Regions from separate parts of the Sus scrofa genome. Here regions 1 and 2 are each linked to region 3. A link is a contact called in public Hi-C and targeted proximity ligation data. All regions are on one chromosome and are shown on one strand. The core of a region is the stretch at or near the end of the contact, and the rest is flanking DNA. Distances in the headings are between cores, read along the strand shown. Region 1 overlaps UBE2N (ubiquitin-conjugating enzyme E2 N). Region 2 has its middle 82 kb from the start of EEA1. Region 3 has its middle 190 kb from the start of NUDT4.

What was found. A called contact is a pair of places that touch in the nucleus more often than the background predicts.
Region 1: a contact with region 3 is called in a targeted proximity ligation map of skeletal muscle. A contact is called at or near these places in 1 of 47 Hi-C or Micro-C datasets (liver) and 1 of 2 datasets of targeted methods (skeletal muscle).
Region 2: a Hi-C map of fetal liver shows a contact between it and region 3, with 1.8 times the contacts expected there. A contact is called at or near these places in 2 of 47 Hi-C or Micro-C datasets (fetal liver and liver) and 1 of 2 datasets of targeted methods (skeletal muscle).

The regions. Positions count from the first base shown.
Region 1 is chr5:89,698,955-89,702,956 of Sscrofa11.1, reverse strand. All of the region lies in intron 1 of UBE2N (ubiquitin-conjugating enzyme E2 N), which reads right to left. Among named protein-coding and RNA genes, the nearest start is that of NUDT4, 27 kb to the left of the region's middle.
Region 2 is chr5:90,047,230-90,051,364 of Sscrofa11.1, reverse strand. No RefSeq gene overlaps it. Among named protein-coding and RNA genes, the nearest start is that of EEA1, 82 kb to the left of the region's middle.
Region 3 is chr5:89,915,386-89,919,205 of Sscrofa11.1, reverse strand. No RefSeq gene overlaps it. Among named protein-coding and RNA genes, the nearest start is that of NUDT4, 190 kb to the right of the region's middle.

The DNA of each region.
Region 1 (4,002 bases), core at 112-2,611, 220 kb after region 3:
CTTCAGCCTGCCAGGCATCCTCTTCCCTCAGGGGCTTTACAAAGGGTTCCCTCTTCCCTTTCCACAGAGCTGGAACCCTCAGCTCTGAGGGTCTTCATTCAAATCTATTTTCTCAGTGAAGCCTCTACAATTCAACATGCAGACCCCAATCCAGCCTATCCCACACCCTCCTTCTATCCCTGCTCCCCCACTACTTCATCTCCAGGGCCTCCAAACACACTGCATATGGCACTCACTCCGCTCAGAATGGAGGGAAAAGGGAGACCTGCGTTCATTTACTGCTACAGCCGCAGCGTCTGGCACAGTACCCAGCGCCACAGAGGTTTGCAAAATACTTGCTGAATTATCCATCTACGTGATGTTACAAAGAACAAGGTATAAACGATCAGAAATTTCATCTTTAATGTTAAAACAGGGTTATTCCGTGAACGACATCACAATAGAAAACAAAAGGATCCAGTCAGGCATGGGAAGATATAATCTAATTTCCGTTTACAAATTTAGCCAGAAAAATGCTAATATTCAATACACGAACTGACAGTAGTGAGTGTAGTTTTACATATTAGTAACAATATATTGTCAACATTTTGAATAAATACATATAGTCAAAAACAGCTAAAACACTTCTGTATTTAAGCTTTTAGGTATGACAAATAATGAATGAGAATAATGTATTTACACTGCTTTTACTTAAGAAAAATTATACACCTTCCACCACTTCATTCTACAGCCTGCAGTGTATACACTAAAAAAAAAAATTTCTCTGTCAGCACAATTATATACTGAAATAATCATAAGATGGAACTACAAAATCTAATCCTTCCCCAAAATGCGTTAAACCCACAGGCATTTAAAGTAATGTTTTTAGTAATGGTTTTAACTCAAGACTAATTTTTGTTTTGTTTTAATCATAGCAATGCAAGGGCAATTCAGATCCTGAAATGCTAAAAACTACTTTCAGCAAAATATTCTGTAGATTCAAAGAAAAACATTTCCAGAGCATTAAAGACCTCAGGAGGCAATAAAGCAGCCTCCCATCTTGGGAAGTCCTCCAACAGGTAACTGGAACAAAAGAGGCTGGTTTTCACCTTTAGGGGAAAAGTGAAGACCGGGATGAACAAAAGGAGGAAATGAATGAGAAAAGAAGTAAAACTGCTTGAATTTTGACTCCGCACCTCCATTCTTTTGTTTTATCCCAAGTCCTCATATTTTTAGAAAGCCATAAAGAAGGAGGGAGAAAGAAAAAAAACAGAGAGAGAGAGAAAGCTGGGGCCCAAGGGCCCCAAAACACCACTCCTAGTTAGATAAAATAGTAGCAGCTCTATTCAAAGCTATAAAAAGCTGCCAGAAGGGCCTCCAAGATCACATCCAAAAATAGCTTCAAATCACTCTCAGAGCGTCACTCTGTCAGAGACAGACAGGGCATTCATTTCCTCATCTTCAGTTCACTCCCCAAATCAGATAATCTTTCTAAAGAATGTACGTATTGAAGAAACACACCAAGTGGCCTGATCAAGCATAAGGCGTAATCGGAACACACTGTAGAATAAGCTCTTAGGTACAGAAAATTTTTTGAAATAGTTTTTACATGGTCTCAAGTCCTAATGGATTTGGATATAATGAATAGATGCATAATTATCTGACTACAGAGCACTGATTTCCCAAACAAACCCATAGCATAAATTACAGGAGGAAAAAAAAGAATAAAACCCAAACCAAATGGAACAACCCTTCCATAGAAGTCGTTGTCAATTTTTTCCCCTACAAAGGCAAAAACTGGGAAGGAAATAAAAGCCTTCCTGCTACTACTCACACCGAGAAATGTGCAACACATTCTAGCTTTACACTATTCTTTTGTAGACAGTGATGTATTAAGTCTAGAAGTACTGGGCTAAAGTTACTACAGTGTTGGCTTAACTATATTTCTGAGGAGGTAATTTACAAGGCTCGGCGCCTCAGCTTCCTCAACCACATCGTTAGCCTCTCGTGCAGAGGTGCTATGAAAATTAAATGAGAGAACACTGTAAAAGGACTTGACAAATGAAGTCACATGAGAAGACTACAGTCATACGTAACCAATTACAAGAGAATGCAGGGTAAGAACAAAGCACAGTAACAAATCTCAAGATTTATTAAGTGTTCCTAAAAAAAAGAAACTAACATCTAGTTGCACTTTGTGACCCTACTTGTTTAAAAGCAATCCTGGGACTGGATCCCAAGTAGAATTTTAGCTCAGATCATGCAAAATAAAAGGTAATACGTTTCCCATCACGGCTTAGCAGAAACGAATCTGACTAGTAACCATGAGGACACAGGTTCGATCCCTGGCTTCCATCAGTGGGTTAAGGATCTGGGGTTGCTGTGGCTGTGGTGTAGGCCAACAGCTCCTGCTCTGATTCAAACCCTAGCCTGGGAACCTCCATATGCCAGAGGTGCAGCCCTAAAGAAAAACGAAAAAAAGAGAAAGTAATGTAGACTATGTTTAGGAAATCGGTTGCTAAAAAGTAGAAACGGATGTACATAAAAATAGAGTATGAATTTAAGTGGCAACACAATTAAGGTCTCAAGGAAACTACCTCGTCTTACAGAATGCATACAGCAGTTCATGCTACAAATACTTTAAGAAGGAATTAAAAAACACATCAAACTGATCTGATCAGGACAGATCTACTGGGACTCAAAAGAGCAAAATCCCATGGAGTTCCCGTCGTGGCGCAGTGGTTAACGAATCCGACTAGGAACCATGAGGTCGCGGGTTCAGTCCCTGCCCTTGCTCAGTGGGTTAACGATCCGGCGTTGCCATGAGCTGTGGTGTAGGTTGCAGACGCGGCTCGGATCCCGCGTTGCTGTGGCTCTGGCGTAGGCCGGTGGCTACAGCTCCGATTCAACCCCTAGCCTGGGAACCTCCATATGCCACGGAAGCGGCCCAAGAGATAGCAACAACAACAACAACAACAACAACAAAAGACAAAAAGACCAAAAAAAAGACAAAAAAAAAAAAAAAAAAAAAAATCCCAGAAATACACCACAGTAAATTACAACACTTGACATGCTGTCAACTAACTCTGTTAACTAGTTTTCCCATTTTTAGGTTCAATAATAATGTGTGCAATATGAAAAATTGTAAATTGTACACATTTTAAGGCAATGAATTATGTACAGGAAAATTTTAGATAATAAATAGTATCCTTAGAAAAAGAGTGATAATTTGTGGAGTTCCCAATGTGGCCCAGTGGGTTAGGGATCCAGGGTTGCTGCAGTTGTGGCTGTGGCTTGGCCTGGGAACTTTCATTGCCATGGGTGTGGCCAAAGGGGAAAAAAAGTTCTCATCTGCATATGAGAAAAAATTGTCCTATTATTCACTATATATACCCCCACCACATTTTATCTATAGCAATTAGGTTTTCTTTCTCCCCATAACAGAATATTCTCTGAAGAAAAAAGAAAACAAAACAAAATCTCCTGTGATGCAGTGGATTAAGGATCTAGCATTGTCACTGCAGTGGCTTGGGTCACTGCTATGCCACGGTTTGATCCTTGATCTGGGAACTTCCACGTGCCCGTGTGCAGCCAAAATAAATAAATTAATACAACAGAATATTCTCTAAACACAAAACTGCAATTGTGGATCTTTTAGCTCATCTCACCTAGATGTGACTATACTCGATTTTCATTATCACAAAAATGTCATAAAATTGAGAGGTGCCTCAATGATGCCTATTCTGTCCACTCCAACCTACTACTACATCTTTAAGTGATTCTAAAATACTAACAGGGGCTCCTTTTAGGGGATTATTAATCAAGCAAGTTGATTTTTCATTATACAAACTGTAAACCACCTGAGGGCATCTATGAGTTCCCCCTCAATTAGTAAGTAGACATTTTAAAAATGTCACCAATGACATTTGAGTATCATGCCCTTAACATTTCATCCATGAGCCCTATGATTTTTACCATGATTTTGCTTAATGCAATGAATTTGGAACACATCTCATTATAGTA
Region 2 (4,135 bases), core at 890-3,389, 130 kb before region 3:
CCCCTGATGTGAGTGAGAATGGATACTGTACAACACTAAGAAGTGACAGTGCCGAGATTCTGAGAGGAACCAGGAGCATGTGGATAATCATCGTGGACTCAGACCCTCTCTGTCCCTAGACTAAGACCCATCCACTTTACTTCCGAAGGAACAGGGGGCTGTTCCATTGCAGAGCAAAGAAAGGAAGTTGGAATTCTGCCTCCTACAAAGGAGAAGATTTGTGTTTGAGTCACGAAGTGGAGGAAAGAACTGCCCCTGAGGGTGAGGCGAAGGTCAGGAACCTGTGTGCTGATCTCATCTCCGACACTAATTGGGTCTGAGACTTAGGAAAGCCACTTCAAACCTCGGGGCTCTTCAGCTTTATCTGTACGGGTGGGTGTGGCCAGATCAGCATTTCCTAAACCACGTCTCTTGGGACCCTTGACCCCTTCTGCTCTGAGTGTAGCCACGAGCTAGGTGTGGCTGTCAAGCACTTGGAAAGCAGCCAATTTAGAATGTAAAAACTAAGGTAGGATCTCATTAATAGTTTTACCTTGATTAATGTTGAAATCATAATACTTTTATAATTGAGGGAAATAAAATATTATTAAAATTAGGATATTACGGAAGGCTGTGATTGCTGTGGGGATAGGAGGCAGAGGGGAATTCTCAGTAGTTTCTGCTCAATTTTGCTGTGAACCTAAAACATCTTTAGGAGTTCCTTTCTTGGCTCAGCAGAAACGAATCGGACTCGTATTCATGAGGACACGGGTTCGGTCTCTGGCCTCGCTCAGTGGGTTAAGGATCTGGTGTTGCCATGAGCTGTGGTATAGGTTGGAGACAAGGCTCAGTTTCAGATGCGCTGTGGCTGTGGCATAGGCTGGCAGCGACAGCTCCTATTCAACCCCTAGCCTGATAACCTCCATATCCTGCAGGTGTGCCCCCACCAAAAAAAAAAAAAAAACAAACTCTAAAAAATGATAGATAAAAACTTTATATAAAAAATTAGGCAAAACCTATTTCCTTTTTTTTTTTTTTTTTGGCTCCTGTGACAAATGGAAATTCCCAGGCTAGGGGTTGAATTGGAGCTGTAGCTGCTGGCCTCTGCCAGAAACACACAGCAATGTCAGATCCAAACTGTGTCTGCAATCTACACAGCAGCTCACAATAACGCTGGATCCTTAACCTAATGAGTGGGGCCAGGGACTGAACCCCGGTCCTCATGGATACTAGTTGGGTTCATTACTGCTGAGCCACAACAGGAGCTCCCCTATTTCTTTAAAAACTAGCGACCAGAATATTTAAAATTGATATGTGTAACTCCAGATATGCAAGGTATTTCTAAATGACAGTGCTGCTCTACAATCTGAGAGAAGTCCCTCTGATCAAACACTGCATCTCACATCCCCTCCCGACCCCCTCCAACCCCTCTCTCAAGTCATAGTGCTCATCAGCCAAGTGAGCACACTGAGGCTGCTTATGGTATCCAGTGTCTAGAAACCTGTATAATTGGCATTTTCCTTTCTTTTTTTTTTTTTTTTGGATATAACATTTAAAAATTTTTATTATAGCTGACTTACATAATTGGCATTTTCTAAATGCATTGATCATAAACTCTCTTTTCCACTGAGCATCTCTTAATACCTCTCAGCTCTGAGGAAGACATTTTGGAAAGCAGTGGTCTGGTTTTTCTATAAAGTCTTTTTAGATTCTAATAATGTGTGATGAATGGATCTACGTACACGGAAGGAAGCCAGGAGCCAGTTTTTCAGATGTTGGTTCAGATAAGGAGAGTTTTAGGGAGAACTCCTGTTCAGCAGTCCTTCCTGGGACAGACTGCCACCCACGGAACCCTGGAAGGGAGGAGAATTGGGAAACCAGAGCGTGGACCGGGCCGAGGGGTGGAGGAGGCGGAGCGGCATGTGCTTTTGGAAGGATGTCCTCGGAGAAGCCTCGTGCCCTCCCAGTAGAGCCCTGGCTCTCCCCGGCTTGGGATGTCGATGCCCTCAAAAAATAAGCATCACAAGGAACACCTACGCCTCGGAGAGAACGTGCAGGGACAGAACAAACCCTCAAAGGGACTCACACAACGTGGTGTTCCACGTGGAGACGCCACAAGTGGCTGGAGGTGGCAGAAAGTCCACAGTTAGGGGGACACATTACCTGTCCGTGAGTCCAACCCAGGCCCCGGAGACGGATCTGTTCCACACTTTCTGGCCTCTCACCTCCAGGCCTCCCGGGAGCAGGGGGGCAAAGCCCTTGAGTGCTTATCTAGCCAGATAAGGCAGGGAAGCCACAGCCCGTGGCCTCAGACAGAGATTTCTGGGCGGGTGATAAGAAACCTCTTTCTAGTCTGGCATTTCAGCCTGAGCTTCCAGACAGTAACCCAGGCCGGGTGCTATATTACCTCGGATATCTGAGGGGGTTCCATTATGAGAGGAAGTTTCTCCTGGATGAACCTCAAAAAATTCTATTTCCTCTGTAAAACAGAGGAAATGCTTACTAACTTCTCCCTTTTCCTCTGTAACTGCCAACATATTGCTGAATAGAATGTGCCGCTTTTTATAAATTCCAAGCATTTATCCTGAATTAATAGCTTCTATAGTTTTATTGAGATTAATTTATATAGAACCAAATTCACCAATTTTTACTGGGCCTGAATTTTAGCAAATGTATAGTCATGCAACACCCCCACAATCACGTTTTAGAACACCTCTGTCACGCCTGAATTTTCCTCAGATCCCTTTGCAATTAATCCTCACCCCTACTCTACACCCCAGGAAACCACTGATCTGGCTGCTGTTGCTGTAGTTTTGCTTTTCCTAAAATTTCATGTAAATGGAATCATGCTGCACAGCATATATGATTTTTTTCTGGATTTTTTTCCCTTAGTATGATGCTTTTCAGATTCATTCGTGTTGCATCAGCATCCTGTTCTTTTTAGTTGTTGCTAATCCATTGTATGTCATTGTTTTCTTTTTTTTCTGTACATCAGGTGATGGGCATTTGGATTGTTTCTAGGTTGGGACCATTATGAAAGAATGTCGCCAGGAACAGGCATGTGTACGTCTTTCAGTGGACATACACTCTCGTTTCCCTAACAGGTAAATACCTAACCGTGGAATTGCTGGGTCATATTCATTTTTTGAAAGGGCTGTATGTTTTTGCATTTCCACCAGCAGTATATGAGATTTCCAATGGCTTCCCATTCTCACCAACTCTTGTTATTGTTAGTCTTTTAAATCTTATTCTAGCGTGGGTGTAGTGGTATCTCGTTGTGGTTTTAAGTTGCATTTCTCTTATTACCAATGACGCTGAGAATCTTTTTGTGTGATTTTTGGCCATCTATATATTTTCCTTTGTGCAGTATCTATTCAAATATTTTTCTGATTTTACCATTGGACTGTTTTCTTATGATCGAGGTGTATGAGAATTTTATGTTGTCTAGATACAAGTCCTCTGTCAAATATATGCCTTACAGGAGTTCCCGTCATGGCTCAGTGGTTAATGAATCCGACTTGTATCCATGAGGATGTGGGTTCGATCCCTGGCCTCGCTCAGTGGGTTAAGGATCTGGCGTTGCCGTGAGCTGTGGTGTACGTCGCAGACGCGGCTGAGATGTGGAGTTGCTGCGGCTGTGGTGTAGGCGGGTGGCTACAGCTCCGATTGGACCCCTAGCCTGGGAACCTCCATATGTCGCAGGTGCGGCCCTAGAAAAGACAAAAAACGAAACAAAACAAAACAAAAAAAACCCTTTCATTTCTTAATCGTGTTTTGTGATAAGCTAATGTTTTAATCTTTATGAACTTCCTAATTTTCCTTGTATGATTCATGCTTTTCGTGTTCTATGTAAGAAAACTTGACTTGATTCCAAGTCACTAAGATTTTCTCCCAAGTTCTTCTAGAAGGTTTATGGTGTTAGCTCTTAGATTTAGGCCAATGATTCATTTTAATTTAAATTTTGTATATGTTGTGAGGAAAAGGTTAGGTACCTTTCTTAAGTCAATATCCAATTATCCCAGCACAATTTTTTATTATTTTATTTTATTTGCTTTTTAGGGACACACCCACGCCATATGGAAGTTCCCAGGCCAGGAGTCAAATCGGAGCTACGCTGCCGGCCTACACCACAGCCACAGCGACCAGGGGTCTGAGC
Region 3 (3,820 bases), core at 1,311-3,810:
AAAAAAAACCAAAACAACCAACCAAAAATACAAAAAAACAGGTGGTGGACATATTGTTTTCATTATAATAATCAAGAAAGAGTTTCGTGGAGTTCATGTTGTGGCTCAGCAGTAACAAACCGACTAGGATCCACAAGGATGCGGGTTCAATCCCTGACCTTGCTCTGTGGGTTAAGGATCCTGTATTGCTGCGGCTATGGTATAACCCAGCAGCTATAGCCATGACCCTTAGCCTGGGAACTTCCATATGCCACAGGTGTGGCCCTAAAAAAAAAGACAAAAAAAAAAAGTTTCATTTCTTCAACCAACACATTAAGAAATCTGGGAGAAGACACTAAGATTTTCCTAGTCTTTCCAAGCCTAGCTGTGGTTCATATTCACCTAACTACCATAAAAGAATATTCAGATGCCTGGACTCCTCCTAGAAATGATTCTGCTGCAGAGAAACATGTTAAACTACATTATGAAGATGCCATCTCAGCATGTCAGCGAAATCCAGACTGTGGAAAAGAAAGATGAAGGGAGAACTTGCCGATTTAAAGAGACAGAGACTTTATACCAATGTGGTGTTTGAACTTAGTTGATTCTCATTTAAAACAAACACAAGGTGAAAACAACAAACAAAAGAAAATCTAGGACGTTTGGAAGACAGTTGAAATTTTGAACACTGATTAGATATATGATGACATCAGGGACATTACTATTTCTGTTGAGATTTAATGATAAAATTACAGCTGTTTTTCAAAATCAGTTTACACCTTGCAGTGAAATGTACTAAATGTTTTTGGATAAAATGATATTTAAAATTTGCTTCAGTAAGAGCGGAGAAGAAATATAGATGAAGCAAGACTAGTCATTAGCTGATAATTAGTTGATAATTGCTACAGCTGGCTGGTAGGTTCACGCGCGTAAGTGGGGTTCATTATGCTTTTTGATCTACTTCAGTATATTTTTGAAATCTTCCACAATAAAATTTTACTCTTCTAGGTTTGTGAACTGTTCTATTTATTTTTCCTCCCCGCCTCCACCTTAACACATATATATGAATGTATATACGTAGGCCACACTGTTCCAATGTGAATTAAATGTTTATTTCCCCAGAGGAGGAGAAAAGACAAGTGAAAGTAGGGCACTTTTGTACTGTGTACAAATACAACAATTTCCAGAGATTCATATAAGATTTGATATAAAACTGAGGCATGTAGAAAGAGCTGTTGCCAACATCAGATCAGTCTGTTTACCTCTGAAAACTAGGTTCCCCTCTCCTTTTAAACTACAGCAGTCTGGTTTTTTCCTTCATAAAACTGCCATGTCTGCAAAAGTACCCATGTGTGTGCTGTGTGTGTGTACATAGGGCCACCCGTGTATCTTTGCGCAGGTTATGCACTGCACAAAACGATCACATCGGAGGGGGTCCCCTTCACATTGTCAGCATTGTGGATTTAGCTTTTTCTTATGACAACTATCTTGCAAATGCAATAAAATGTTCTAATCAAATCAGTACATTTGATAACTTCCCAACAGATGGAATCAAAAGGGTCTTAAGGTATGTGCTCCTTTTTCAATCATGGACTCAATAAATGGGCTAGCAATGGACTTGAACTGCCTGATGGCCTGAGTTTGAATTCCTTCCCTTTAAATCACTCACTGACTTTACAATCTTCACAAGTTACTTAATGGCCCTGAGCCCAAGTTGTTTCAACTGTAAAATGGGATGATATTATGGAGAGAATTGTTTAAAACATTAAATATATATGAAACAGTGCCTGGCATAGAGTAAGCCCTCCATTAAGTGTTAGAGATCAGTTATTATTATATTATTCATACTTATTCTAATTTCATGGATATAAATGTGTATTTATGTGTGTTGTATCATTCATAAGCTCAATGAATAAATTATTGCAATGGACTTCAAAAAGACTATCTCCACCATTTTACTAACCCAGACTGTTTTAAAAAGAGGACATTTCTCCAAACCATCAAGCTTTGGAAAATGCTGTAAAGCTCAAGGTCCAAAGAAGCAGCCAGGGTTTATAAGCCTCTCTGCACACAGGAGCTGTATGCATATGCTGATCAGGAGTTCTCAGAAGAAAAATTCTGGGGTTTTTCCATCCTTCTAAGTACTTGGCCAGGACGCTCCTAATGGGAAAAGATCCAGTGGGAGTTGCCAGCCACAGAGGGGGTATTACCCCACAGGCAGAATAGTCAAAACGCTTCAAGAGGTTAAAAGACTATTTTTAAAAGGGAAGAACATAGAGTATGCCTTTAACTTGGTGTTAAAAATAAACTCAGCTGCCTCCTGTACACTTCCCACCTCCTCCCACCGTCCTCCCATACCCTGCCTGCCCATGTGAAAGAGCCTGCGTGTGTTTCATTTTGCTTCTTCTCATGAGCTTTCTTTTTTTTTTGCTCTTAGCCAAACATGGGCCACTTGGTTTTCAGTTCAATAAAACAAGTTGCATTCCGTCTTCAAATTTCCGCAGGGACCCACGGAAGACAGGCTGGATTACAACTCAGAATTAACCCATGTCAGAGGCTGAGGAAAAGCTGTGTCCAGAGATAGATTAGCAAAATGGAGCCCTGCCAACTTTCCCTCAAGCTGGGAAGCGTCTGCAGGGCAAGGGGTGGGGGGCCTTAGGCAAGGGGGCCTTTTATTGAATTCTGTTTAATAGTGAGGTTTAAGCACAGACCTTTCCTGAGGCATGATCATTCATGGAATACTGCTTTGCTGAGTTTGTTTCAATAAATTCCATTAAACAACCACAAGAATCCTATAGATCTGATATGCCAGTATTTGTCCAATAAAAGAGCTAATCTATATAGCAGAAGATCTGCTGTTCTAGAATGAATAATTTCCATTTCTTCTTGTCTGTCGTTGGTAGAGGGCCATCAAGCTCCCAACGGAAGGCAAAGGTGCTAGAGAACACAGACACACAGGTCTGGGCTCTGCTAATATGTCAGCGGGGGAAAAGGCTGAGAGATGAAGGGGTCTCTGGGAACTTGTTTACCTAAAAAGGTTCAGAGGAAGAAAAAAAAGATAGCCCTCAGTTAAAGAAAGAAAATTCCAGCCTCAGCTCAGCCTCCAACTTGAAGTGTCACCTCAGTTAAACCTTTCTACAGCTTCCTTTTCACAAAATGAGATCCCTCCCTTCTTAGATGCCTTCTTAAAAGTAATATATAATTGCTGAATTAAATTTAATTGATAGAATAAAATATGTATTAAGGATGTAATGTCTAACATTATTATTATTTTTTTTTTTTTGGTCTTTTTGCCTTTTCTAGGGCCACTCCCACGGCATATGAAGATTCCCAGGCTAGGGGTCTAATCAGAGCAGTAGCCGCCAGCCACAGCCACAGCCACAGCAATGCGGGATCCCAGCCGTGTCTGCAACCTACACCACAGCTCACAGCAATGCCAGATCCTTAACCCGCTGAGCGAGGCCAGGGATCGAACCCACAACCTCATGGTTCCTAGTCGGATTCGTTAGCCACTGTACCACAACGGGAACTCCAAAATTCTTTTTTCTTTCTTCTTTTTTTTTTTTTTTTTTTTTTTTTTTTTTTTGCTTTTTAGAGCCATACCTGCGGCATATGGAAGTTCCCAGGCTAGGGGTCCAATCAGAGCTACAGCTGCAGGCTTACACCAGAGCCACAGCAACACCAGATCCGAGCCTCGTCTGTGACCTACATCGCAGCTCACAGCAATGCCAGATCCTTAACTGGCTGAGCGAGGCCAGGGATCGAACCCACAACCTCATGGTCCTTAGTCAGATTCATTTCCGCTGCGTCACGACGGGAACTCCATAACATTATTAATGTT